3 separate regions of the Zea mays genome follow, and all the other regions are linked to region 1. Evidence: chromatin contacts called from public Hi-C data. All regions are on one chromosome and are shown on one strand. Each heading gives the region's core, a stretch centred on a gene start, on an enhancer-like site or on the middle of the called end of the contact. The rest is flanking DNA. Distances are from core to core; before and after follow the strand shown. Region 1 holds the start of LOC100274749. Region 2 holds the start of LOC100274065. Region 3 holds the start of LOC100283638 (saposin-like type B, region 1 family protein).

Region 1 (4,428 bases), core at 709-3,208:
CGTGTTGCATACGTGAAGTCCATCGCTGATCTTTTAGCCAAAGAGTACCTTTATTCCTGGGTCTTGGAGCACTTTCGGAACTCCCTCCCTGGGGACCTGATGGGCCCATGCGAAGGTCTGGGTCCTAGCTATGAGGGTTCAGACCAGTCGAGTTTGCTGATTATTTTGGGGCCTGTGGCGATCGTAGCCCATCCTAGGAGATGGGCCTAGCTGGTCCATGGCTACATATGGTGGGCCTTAGTCCTGAGTAGGGTTGTCCATCCAGTAGTCTTATTGATATGGGTGGCCAAAGTGGTCTCGCCTTGACCTAGCAGGAGTGGGTACCCCATATTTAGGGTACCGACAGCCTGGGCTCAAGTGCTGACAGTGTGAGCCCGAGGCTTATATTATAAGTGTGCCCTTGGCCCGTACGCTCTGCGCTAGCAAGGGTACAGAATCACTACGTGGCTCCAGGGTGCATGGCACGACCCTTCACTTAGAAGAAAGCTTTTTGTCTGCAACCACACTACCCGCATTTATTGCAGGGTATCTGAAGCGTGCTCTACATGATGATGGGGAGTGACATGCTATACAGAGCGACAAGACTGCCCCACGCGTTTCCAAGACGCTCAACGTCATGCCTACGCCACACACATTTAATGCGAGATCAAGATAGTGCGAGTAACCGAGGCGTTTATCTCAGGTGTCTAAGCAACGCCATCATGAGGCGCCGCTCGGCCACCCGATACACCCACTGATGCACAGATCGGATGTGACAACACGAAGATATCACATTAATTCTCGCATGTACCTGCAACAGCAACATACTTGATAGCTTCCAAAGCATACATAGGATGATGAACAAAGAGAACATACCTGATCGTGAAGTCGGCACGATAGTCGGGGGAGGAAGATCTCAACTCATAGTTGTACTTATATCTTTGGGTAGTATATGTTTAAGATAGGCACGCTGGGCCCACTTGTTCGGTCCAACTCTCTTGTGTGTGCTCCCATCAGACTATAAAAGGGGAGCACAATGTGATGCAGGGGGACAACCCTACACTTAATCTCTCAAGCAATCCAACTCATAGTGGATGTAGGGTATTACGCTCAAGCGGCCCGAACGACTCTAAACCGTTGTGTTCTTGTGTTCATCCATGTGGTCAGGTAAACTTCTAAGCCCCCTCCACATCTTAGGATTAGAGGGGTGCATTTTGTCTTGGGTGGTGAAGAATTTCTGCCTCCGACAGACACAATTTTTAAGGTTGTCTTCGGTAGATGCCGAAAATAGGAGATTTACACCGTAGATACCACTAACGCCCCGTTTGGATCATTGGAATTGAATTTCATTCTAATAATAGTAATTTAGGCATATATCAATTAAGCTAATTCGATTTTACGCAAAATATATTTATATACTATTATTAGCAAGATATCGAAGATATTTATATGTTATATTTTTACTATAGAGGAGTGAGACGAAGAGTGTCGTGTAAGTTACATAGTAGAAACAAATTCTATTAATGCATAAAATCATTTTTCATCTCCACCCCATGAATTTGAGATAGACTTATATCTGAACTTTGAAAAGTGATGGAATGTCAAATTCCAAACTAAATAAGTTACTTTATTGAGTGAATTCTAATTTCTCTAAAATAAAGAGATCTAAACACCTCGTAAGTAAAATTTAAAATACTAAATGAGATAGAAGATACGATAGTAGAGCTGCTACTTAAAAAACATAGTGCACGCAATGGTCCGAAGCTGTCGGGTTCAGATTCGGAGCATAGGACAGAAGACCGCACCCGCTTCAAAAACGCGTGCGGGTGCGGCGGCGGCTTCTGCCGACGCATCCTGCAGGTTTGGGAGGCAAGTTGGAGAAACGGGCAAAACCCACCAAAGCCAAGGACACTGCAATTTACACAAACACCCCTTGCTCGCCGCCTATTTGTATTTTCCGCGCTTCTCTCCTTCGCTCTTTTCTTTTTTCTCCAAACCATCGTCGGCTGCGGCACTCCTGAAGGGAGGAAGCCCCAAGCCCTTGCCGCCGCAGCTGCCGCAGCCAGCAACGAACCGTACATAGGCAGGGACGAAGCGATGGAGGGAGCCAATGGAGTCGGTGGGTCGGAGTCCGAGCGGAAGCCGCTGTCAGAGGTGGTCGGCGACTGCGTCCAGCGCTGGTTCCAGGACGCGTACAAGGAGGCGCGCAAAGGAGACATCGCCAACCAGGTGCTTGTAGCGCAGATGTTCTTCTCGGGTTATGGGACCCCCAAGAACGAGTACAAGGTATAGCAAGGCACCTTGTTTAAAATGAGATCTCTTTTGATTCAGGTTCCTTATGCAGTCGTCTGTGCGAGATAGATGGGGATTCAGTTCAGCTTCCTTGTTTAGCTCAATTTATTATAGTTTCTCCTTTTCATAGCCACGATTGTCCTGTTTGGACGATCTTAAGGGACTCCTGGGTACTGGGTTTACCTGATCAAGTCCAGATTCAGATGTGTAGGGGTTTTAATGTGCGGACTTGCTTCCTGGTGGAAGAGTTGTTAGTCGTTCCTAAAGAAAATATCAAGGGATCCCCTGTTTCCTGATTAATCCACAACAGAGACACATAGTATGGGGAGCTTTGTTTCTCTTCCTTACTGAAAATTTGGGACTCCGTTGTCGAATTTTTGGCAGATGCAACATTAATATTAGTATTTTACCATAATCTATCCTTAGTGTTTCAGATCCAGTCTTAAGTCACTTTGTTTGCGGTTAAGATACATCCAATGGGATTCAACAAGCTTTTGTAGTTCCAGTCTCGTCAACTGCTGCTTTTCTGGGCCTTTTATGCAACCTGCTGACAAGAACAATTTAAGAGTTGGGGAGATAACACTGGCATACAGTTTCACGGACTCAAATATCAAAACTTTGGATTTGGGAACACAGATAACACTGCCTTGCTTGTTTAGACTGGTCATTAAATTCTGTTAAATATGATGTTTCCTTAATTTTCTCATGGTACACAATATTGTTGAGTTCTAGCTTTTCGGAACCATTTTATGGTGGGCCTACTCATTAAAGGATTATGCGCTTTGCACATCGAGCATGATTTTTATCTGGTGACATCCATGACTCATGTATTGATTTGGTGAGTTAGTTCAAAAGTAGACTAGAATGCTTTTTTTTTCTTTATCTATGGGATATGCTTTTAGTTCTAAAAATATACATACATATATACATACATATATATATATATATATATATATATATATATATATATATATATATATATATATATATATATATACTTAAATCGATTTAGACCATATAACGATTTTCTAGTTGGTAACAATATCTGTGCTCTATGAATGGTGAAATTTCTTTTTCTTAAGTGGTGACCGGTGAACCTGTCCGTCTATCCTCCTTTTCAGTTTCGACATCTCAGAACTAAAAATAGCGCAATAGGTATACATTCAAAAGCCGGGATGCTAAGTATCGATCTTACCATGGCATGGCAATGGTTGAAAGTTGGCACATTGACTGAGCTGACCGCTTGTATGGATTGTTGGCTTGGAAACCTGGGTCACAGAGCATATCTGGCCCCAAGCCTCTAAAATCTGACACCTGAGCTGAGTGTGTTGGCTGGACTAGGCAAGCTGGCGAGGGTGCAAATCAAACAGACCTTTAATCATCTAGAGGATTTCATCACTGCTGTATCAATCTTTTACCATTTTATAATCATTGAGGTCTGAATTCTTGAGACAATGCATGTAGTGGTTTACATGGTTAGCACTAGTGTTACCAGATTATTAAGATTTGTGGGCTCTGAGCTCCCTACTATACTATTATTTAATGAACTATAGTAAGTTGGAATGCATCATGTGGAACTCCCAGGAACTGGCCTAGCTCGGTGGGGTTGGGAGGTCAGAGCCTCAGAGGTGTGGTTGTCCATACTCACCACCCTGGTTTAAGTTGTTGCAAGTCGCAACTCAAGTTTGGGTATTTCTTTTTATTGGAAAACCACATAGTTCCTCTTATGTTGGGTCCATTGTCAAGTGGAACTCCTGTTGAAACAACGGAGTGGGAACTTGCTCACTAGACTATCATGCAACAAAAGCTTGAGACGTACCTAGGAACTAGGTGGGCAGTGGATTTGTCTTCAGTGTTTAATCACCGATGTAATCATCCAGGCCTAGAGGAAAAGGTGGTCTAATTGCACTACTTCTAGATGACCATGCTATTTTTATTTTGACACGTTTTTTTATGATCTGTATCTGGCCTTTGTTTCCTCGTACTTTTTAGTAGAACCGAGCTGCCTAGGTATGCACTTATGTAGTCCAGCATTCGTTGTGTAAAATTACAAATAAAAGTGCACTTCACTGTTGAATTTGGTGATGGTTGAATCTGAATATTTAGTTGGATCAGTGCTATGCTTGATGATTTTGTGCGGTACTTATGGTTCCAATA
Region 2 (4,428 bases), core at 1,244-3,743, 310 kb after region 1:
TTCCAATAAAAAATTGTAGAGAGCGCCTCATTTCAATATGCATTACAGATGGATTGGGAAGAGTTATACGAAGGATATGTTCACATTAGGGACGAGAAGTACACAATTGAGAGTCTAAATAGTGACTTAAAGAGGCACTTTAAATATGATTTTGATATAATTCAGTTTCTTAAGCATTTTGAAAGAGCGGCGCAATATAAAAAAATAACGAGATAATGGAGAATTTGAATCAAGGAAAAAAATGCCTAGAATCAAAATGAGGACACCTATGTTGATCCAGGCTAGCAAGTTGTATACGCCAGTTATATTCGAAGCATTTCAAGGTGAATATGAAAATCAATGGCAGCATGCACAAGAGATTTAGATGGAAACAATGAATATCTTGTAGCAATTGGGGGCCTTGATGAAAATTTTACATTGAAGGAGTACAAATTTATTGAAGATCCATTACAACAAACTAGTACCTGCAGTTGTGAGAAATTCAATAGAGTTGGAATATTATGTGTCCATGCTATAAAAGTCCTTGATATAATGAATATCAAGTCATTACTCACACAATATATTTTCAAGCGATGGACCCGAGAAGCTCATAGTGAAACTGTACAAAACAATCAAGGTCAAAACACATAATAGAGAATCCAAGATTAGATTGTATGATTCGTTGCAAATATATGACTCGCAAGTTTCTCAATTTAGCATAGAGTTGCTAGCTATGCAAGCTACACCTTATTTTTTTGAACATAATGGCAGGAGCTCTGCCTCTCAATTAAGAAGAATAGAATTGATCCAGTTTTAAGGAAAACCGGACCCAAAACCTACACAGGGCGCACGGTAGAAAAACCGGTGAAGGCCCTAACAAACCACCTAGACAACAGCAGCCTCACACACACAAACACATCTAGAGTCATTGTTGCCAAGCTCAAACACAAGGGACGAGCAGCTCCGACTCCCCAAGACGAGCCGCACACTGCCAAAGCAACTCGACGACGCCTAAATCCAGACACCGACGCAAGGAATAAGATCACGGCGCGCCATCGTTGCCAAGCCTCGCACACCCCACACGAGGCAGCTCCGATTCTTCGCCACGAGCAAAGATCCACAACGCCGAACTCCGGGAGAAAACAGACGCCTAAAGCGACAATGGCCCCGACACCACCGAGCCAAGCGGAGTGACAAAGAGCCTCCACAACGCCGACGAACACACAAACTAGAGGTCTTCTGGGCTGTGCCTTCAAGAAGGAGAAACGAAGTCGAAAAGTCGTCGCCGCCCGCCTGGTACCAACCAAGCAAAGTTTCCTCCGAAGACCTCCTGTCGTCCGCCGACCCACCAACCCAGCAACCCCAACCTTCAGAGCCCCAACGTCGGACGAGCACCAGCGAAAGTCCCCAAGAAGGCCGAGGCGAGGGTTCCCGCATTGTGGTGAGAGGTCCAAGGACAGCACCCTCAATAGGGCAGGGGTGGCGCCCGCGGGCGTCACCGCTGTCCGCCCGCAAGCGGGCATGGCTTTCGCCAGAGGCCCTCCCACCACACGCCCCAACGCACGGAGCTAGCCGCCCCTGCAGAAGGCGCCGCAGACAGCTGCAGATCCGGCGACGGCCAACGCCCCGACCAAGGCAAGTACAGGCAAGCCACGCCGCCACCACAGCGCGCCAGCCGCACGCGTGGGTGCCGACGCCGCAGACCAGCTACGACCACGCGAGCGCGCAGGCACCGCCGCAGCAGCCGCAAGGCCACCCGCCCAAGCCAGCAACAGGGAGGAGCGGCGGAAGGCGACCAGCCCCCCAGATCCGGGCAGACAGCCCGCAGATCCAACCAACCCAACGCAGATCAAGACGCCGACCACCTCATCGTAGACGCAGACGAGTGGAGGTCCCGCCACCGCCAATCCGGTCGACTGCGCAGGCCCACCGACGCACCACGCCGAACACCACCCCGGCACATGCCCGGGACCAGCCTGTCGACGCCTCCGAAGGCTGGCACGCGGAGGCCGCGAACCCCACGCGCACTAGATTCCAGACCTCCACGCGCGGCGCCGCTCCCTGCCCTGGGGGCGCCAGACAGCACCTTCTCCGCGCCTGCGACCCACGGCCGGCCGCATGCCCCCCTGCTGCGCGAACACCCATCCAGGACCCGCAACGCCCGGATGTGCCATACGAACGTCGCGCTCACTGCCGCCAGGATGCCGCCGAGGCTGAGCCGCGCCGGCGAAGGGTCGCCGCCCCACACACGCCGCTGCCACCTCCTGGAACCCGACTAGATCCGGGCAGACGCGACCAAACCAGAGAAAAATCGCCTCGCCGCCACCTTCCTTGGGGCCGCGCGGACATCCGGCGGCGCCCTCTGGTGACGGCGAGGTGGGATGGAGTGGAGGGAGGGGGCGGCGGCGCTAGGGTTTCGGCCGCCCGTGTAGTAAGTTGACATCCTTAGCAAGCAAGTTGAGGAAGAAATCAATAATTGTAGTAGTACAGTGGATCCAATCACTTCTCCCTCGAATGTCACTCTCCCATGTAATTTGGTTAGTACAACACAACTAAAGAAGAAGGAGGTGGAGACAAAAAGCTCAAAGCGGAAAAAAGTTAGGTTGAAAAGATGCATAAGGGCTAAAAAGGGACATAAGAAAAGGGGAAAATGTTCAGTGGTACGTCGCAGACTAGAATAATTTGATTGATTTTAATTGTATTAGTGTCTAATTGTATTACTTATTTCATTCTCTTTTATAAGAAGGAACAAAAAGCTACAACGGTGCCATTCGGTGAGAGTGTTCCAGCAGTCCAAAATATGTCCCCTAGTACAACAACTGTGCAATTCGAAGATGGTGCTGTAGCAGTCCCTAGTACTTTTTGCTAGAAGGAAGGGGTGCCTGAACATGTATGGCCATCCATAAATTTTCTCGGTTGTTGATGGTAATATTTAACAACGATGACATAATTATTCAGATGATATTTCATAATAAAAAGAATTCAATTGTTGTTCTTTCCTCTTGTAGGGACCAATCACCTATGATCTTACTGCTGAATTTTAGTTTAAAATCAGCACAGTTTGTTTTTTTGTACAACCTCGGATGTTTGTCTTTGCAGATGGAGAACAATATAAGCTTTTGTGTTGCCTTTCCACTCGCAGATGGGGAATAGTATGAGCTTTTGGGTAGCCTCTAAATTATGGATAGCTTTTGGTTTTTTGTGGCTGAAGTGTAAAGCCACTTGAGTGTTTGGTTTTCTCAACTGCCATCACTGAGATGAGATCATCAATATCAGTTGTATAAATTGGAGCATGGTCATTCTGGAATCAATACTATCTGAAACTTGTTCGCTAATTTCATTCATATTTCACAAACTGGTACAAACATCACAATAGCACCAGAATATCAGTCTAGAATTGATCCACAATCATCATACTCGATATTGATCCACAATCTCAATCTAGAATTGTTTCCTATCTAATCAGAATACATGTCTCTGTCGCCCTCCTATGAAGCAGGTAGAGAGCTTCGTGGCTGTGCTCTCTTGAGTAAGGTCTGACGGCTCTGCAGCTAGTTTGGGCGTCAGGGGCATCCACCGTATTCGTGAGGAAGTCGAGATCTCACAACGGACCGTCGCTCGAGCACTCCATGGAGGCAGTCTGCAGATGAACGAAGAACAGTCATGCCTGCTTTCGGGGGGAAAAAAAAAGAACAGACATGCCGACGGTACTGCGAGACATGGCTGTCGCTCTTGGACGGGTCCCGCAGCATCCGACATGGTGATGCCAGACCGCTATGGCAGCAGTTGGCGACGGGGAAGGGACCTTGGGCGGAAGACGACGGTTAAGGCGAAGGAGCGAGTCGCCTGCTTGCCATGGCGATGGAAGCGGCGGCCGGCAGAGGATCTCATCCCGTAGAAGCGAAGGACCGATGGGAATTAGATGGGCCACCTGTCCCGGCCCATGAGCGAGTCATCGTTGGATTTAAACGCATGGTGCATGGTTAGGATGAGACGACTGCATAGACACGTTAGCTTAGACAAAGTGTAACACAATAAATATATATCATCATCAGTTTATAAATATATAGAATAAAAAAAAGTCTAAATATTTGGTTTGAATCGGTAAGCAGGTTCCCGAATGACGTGCCAGCCACAGCTAGCCCCTTTGGTACCCAGATTGACGGCCGTTTGTACAGTAGTAGAATCACTTATGAGACTTTAAGAATTTCGTCGTTGAAGCAAGCCTTGTTGTGACGTTTGACATTTTAGATTTTGAGACGTGAGACTAGAAAGAAATGTTAAGACTAGAAACTCTGTTTCTCCTGGTGCCAAAACTAAATAAATTTGAAGACTGAACATTCAAATCCTGCGCTTTGTTTGTCGGCTGCCCCATCCCCCCCCCCCTACTCGCGCTTCCTGAGCAGTCAACACGGAGCCGTGGCATTAACTTTTGGCCCTGTTTGGCAC
Region 3 (4,428 bases), core at 1,367-3,866, 280 kb after region 1:
CGTCCTCGTTCCTGGATGGGCCCACCGAGGTCGGCTCGGACCAAAGCCTGACCTCGAGGCTGAAGCCCAGCTGGACCTCCATCCCCTCCTCCTCCTCGTCGTCATCATCCTCAGTGATGGGAGAGGGCTCTAACGTCACCCCTCTCTCTCCTGCGTCTGGCTGTGCTTCTCCAACACGTCGTAGGCCACCCTTTTCTCGCGGGCCCGCTTCTTCTTTGTGTCCTTCCTCTTTTTTCCTTGGTGGCCAACCGACACGCCGTTCGACCGACCGCGTCCTCTGGGACCGGAGGGCGGGCGATTTGGTATCCTCGTAGCCCTGCAAATGGGTGGAAAAAGTAGAATGGGACAAAGAAGAAAGGATGGAAGCAGATGCAAAGCTCGAAACTTACCAGGGACACATAACCCTGGTTGGGGCGCATCGGGACGGGGAGGGTGTAATACGCCTTCCCCACTGTCCCCTTCACTCGCCGGAGGAGCTCGTCGGTGGAGAGGGTGGTCGAGGCCATTCAGGAACTCTCCACGGAGGCCTCAGGCGTCATTTTGTCTTGGCGAAGCCGACGCTTCGCCCACGACAACACCCTCCTACGGTGGAAGGTGGCGACAACCCTGGCTGCAGTGAGCCCCCGGTCATGGAGTCTCCGTAGAGCATCCAGTAGCAGCTGCAGCTGGGCTTGGTGCTCTCGCGGCGCGCCCCATCTCCAGTGTTCCCTCACCACGAAGACGACTCACTGGGTATACACAGGCAGCCGCTTGTCGTCGTTGCGGAGGTAGAACTAGCTGCTCTGCCACCCCTTGTTCGATGAGGTGATGGTGGCAGGGATGTAAAGTTGTGCTCGATCCGAGTGCAGCTGGAGCGTACAACCACCGGCCCTCACCATGTGGCGCACCTTCCTCACGTCCGTGGGGAGGGAGAATGTCTCCACACAGAAGAGGTGGAGCCACAAGTCCCAGTGGGGCTCGATCCCTAGATACCCCTTGCAGACCGCGCACGAAGATGGTTGCCTAGGCGATGGAGTTGGGGTTGAAGTTGTTGAGCTCCACCCGTAGTAATGGGGGAGCTCCCACATGAAGCAGCTTGCGGGCACCCCGAATCTCCGCTCATGGAAGGAGGTGAAGCTGACCACGTAGCCCACAGGCGGGGTCGGCTCTTGCTCGTCTCTCGGTGCAAACCACTCACGATGCGCCCCGTAGGAACGGGGGCATAGCAGTCCTCCGTCCACCAAGGCTTGCAGATCTTCGTACGTGACGGAGGAAATGGGCCACGTGTCGCGGGGGGGGGGGGGGGGAGAACACTGAGCTTCTCAGCCATAGCAACCGAGGAGGAAGACGAAGGAGGGCGCACATGCGTTTTTTTTCTTTCTGTGGCTAAGGAAGGCAAAGGTGAGGTAAGAAACGGGAGGATCCCATCTCGGTCACCGAGGGTTGGGCTGAGCCTCCCCAAGTCAAAACCGGGAGTGGGCTTTGTATCTTCGAATTTGACGCGCCGCAACGGACGACCTGTGGGTCATCACGTCTCATCACATTAATTCCCACCTACGGGTTGCATGTCCTGTCCGGATGACGCAAGGTAACGGGCGCCGCTTCGCCTCCCTGGGTAAGCGCATCAAAAGGTGTGCCACACTCTCTCCCCGTTTTCCATTCCTCCACAGGTAGCAGGAAGGGGACGCCCCCTCAGGGGTTCGAAGGGGGCTTGGGTACGTGATCGAGCCATCGGCCTTGGCCTCGGCTCTCAGCAGAAATCGGGCGGGCATAAGTCAACAACAAGTATAAGGGCCCGTTTGGTTCCTTTAGTCTAGGGACTAACTAAAGTTTAGTCCCTACCATGTTTGGGTCTAGGGACAAATTATTCAAAATGCATTAAATGGAGCAAAAGAGGACTAAAATACCCCTTAGCATTCTTCCGCCATTATCGCAACTGAAATAAAGGAGGGGCAAAAATTGGAATTTATATGGTTTATTTCCTTTTAGTCACCCCTTAAGGGTTGATTTGGTGACCGGGGATCCCGAGGGGAAGAAATCCTCTTGCTATTCAAAATTGAATTGCAAGGGGATTCCTCCCCCATGGATCCCCTAGGGATCCCTAATCACCAAATCAGCCCTAAGGGACTAGAGACAAACAGTTTAGTCCCATCGTTTGGCAATTTAGGAACTAAATAGGACTAAAATAGAGGGACCAATCTTTAGTCACTCAAACCAAATGAGGCCTAAGACTCATGCTCCCGTCCATACCGTTTACTGGGACTCGGCTTAACCTCCTCATTGTTCGTGACCAGCTCCGGTACTCCTATACCCCTCCTTGTGGCTATAAATAGGGCAGTCTACGACTTCAAGGGGGCAAGGCGGACACTTCACAGTTTTTACCACCACTATGATATTGACACTTATTTCAATTAACTCCTGTGAATTGGGATCCCTCTCTCTCTAGATGAACTTGTATTCCTTACAATAAGCACTTAGTTACAAGTAATATAAGTCTCACTCCTACTCTGCTGAAAGTAGTGACTTCTTTTGTCTGATCAGAATAAAGACTTGTGTAATCTTGCATTATCCCGTGTCAGGACACACAGTATTATTTCAATTGTTGGTAAGACCCTGGATCGACACATCGAAAGAAATAGAAATAGAAATTATGGTAACACCCTAATACATTCCCTCGCTCGCGGCCTTGTACAGCATACTGTCCTTGCGGCGCTGCTGGCTCCGCCGGGTGTTGGGTCAACGTTCTCCCGTCCCCCCGAGCGCAGTCTCGCGTGGTTCTCCCGTCCCCCGAGGCCCGAGCGTAGTCTCTCTCTTTTGCCGTGGTTCTCCAGTCCTCCCTCATCCGCTCTCTTTCTTTCTCTCGTGGCGAGTGGTAACGACGTCAGGTGCTCAGGTCTTGTTCAGGCCCTTCGCCGGCGACGAGCACACAGCAGTATGCCTAACCTTTCTCTTCCCCTAACTTAGGGTGGGACTAATTTGTAGTTACTCTATTTTATTCTATTTTAGTTCCTAAATTACCAAATATGTAACCTAAAATAGAGTTTTAGTTTCCACATTTAAAATTTAGAGACTAAAATAGAATAAAATAGAGGAACTAAAAATTAGTCTCTAGAAACTAAACACCCCATAACTGTTTGTATTCGAATAGGGTGTTATTACACAGTATACATGTAGTATTACTCCTACTAAATCTGATTTTTTTGCCAGAAATCATGGAGAAAATAAAGTTAATCTTTTTAGATGCATATCTGGTGTTCATGTATTTTTTTACTTATTTTGAGTTGTCGTTAGGTTTACTTGAAAATTTGCACATAATGAAAGAACAAAGAAACAAGTTGGAGTGGATAACAGAGCCAACTGAACTTTTTTCCCTCTCTTCGAAATTGATAGTCATTTCTATTATAGTCTCCTATATTGTTGTTTGAAGCCAACTTCAAACCAAGTTTAATGATCTGAGACAAAACTGAATTTCATTCAAATTCTGCTACTTTTGATTTTGAAAGAAAAACAAGGGCAACTGGAACATATTTTTGTAACAAACCACCGGGTTTATTGTCCAGCCCTCAGATTTGTGCTTGAAAGGAAATTATCTGCCTCTTTTTTATGTCTACCATTTAACTTTTGCATTATCTGCTAGTTTAGTTACTAGTTAGCAAATAATTGATAGTGACATTGTTTATGGAATGGACTGAATTGTTCCTTATAATTCATATGTGTTACATGCAGAATGGATACAGGAGCTCAAGCTATGTTCATCATCAGTCTTGTGCTCTGGTGTACTACAAGCTTTGCCTTGGATGATGCTGGTGCGTAATGATTTATTGTATGCAAACCTGTGTAGGGCGAGTATTACATCTCTAGTAATTTTGTTTTATTCAATTTTCTCAGAATAAAGTTTTGATCATGTGATAAAGGTCTAGTATTCTATTTTTTAGGGTTTTAAAAAGAAAACAGTGCAACATCAGTACTGAATATTAACTTAGGCCCCTATTTCAGATGCAAATAGACAAGAAAAATTAAGAAATGTGTACATTTATAGTTTTTATTACTATCCTGGTGCAGTTCTATCTTTTTCTGGCCTCAGATGAACTTGAAGGCTCTGATGAAACATAGTAGATTGTCTCCCTTATCTGTTCTGCGTTCTCAACTTTATGGTTTTGCATTGTTTATGCATATTTGAAAAGGAATCGGAAGATGGCAATTTTCATCATATACTACGAAAATCCTAGCTGGTAATTTACATATTTATATTTTTTTCTCGAACGCGCAGGAGAGCTGCACATCATTATATTAAGAAGAAAAAGTGTTAGGCCGCAAATGGACCAATACAAGAAAGCCGTTTTACGGCGGCCAAAAACACAAAAACATAAAAGAACCCATTAAGCCTAAACCACTCAACCCACTACTACAACACAGGCTAGTGAGCAACCAGCCCCGGCACAGGAGCAG

What was found. Hi-C and Micro-C count contacts between places; a contact is called where the count stands out from the background.
Region 2: a Hi-C map of leaf shows a contact between it and region 1, with 6 times the contacts expected there. The contact joins the promoter of LOC100274065 here to the promoter of LOC100274749 in region 1. A contact is called at or near these places in 2 of 25 Hi-C or Micro-C datasets (bundle sheath and leaf).
Region 3: a Hi-C map of tassel shows a contact between it and region 1, with 2.1 times the contacts expected there. The contact joins the promoter of LOC100283638 here to the promoter of LOC100274749 in region 1. A contact is called at or near these places in 2 of 25 Hi-C or Micro-C datasets (leaf and tassel).

What each region holds. Positions count from the first base shown.
Region 1 is chr8:112,768,231-112,772,658 of Zm-B73-REFERENCE-NAM-5.0, reverse strand. It overlaps LOC100274749, which reads left to right and starts at 1,958. Exons shown (of 3, transcript NM_001149041.1): 1 at 1,958-2,265. The coding sequence starts at 2,077.
Region 2 is chr8:112,457,100-112,461,527 of Zm-B73-REFERENCE-NAM-5.0, reverse strand. It overlaps LOC100274065, which reads right to left and starts at 2,493. Exons shown (of 1, transcript NM_001148444.2): 1 at 737-2,493. The coding sequence starts at 1,502. The coding sequence ends at 816. It overlaps LOC118473127 (a long non-coding RNA gene), which reads left to right and starts at 2,554. Exons shown (of 2, transcript XR_004852014.1): 1 at 2,554-2,639; 2 at 2,726-3,669.
Region 3 is chr8:112,485,157-112,489,584 of Zm-B73-REFERENCE-NAM-5.0, reverse strand. It overlaps LOC100283638 (saposin-like type B, region 1 family protein), which reads left to right and starts at 2,616. Exons shown (of 6, transcript NM_001156539.2): 1 at 2,616-2,911; 2 at 3,706-3,785. The coding sequence starts at 3,707.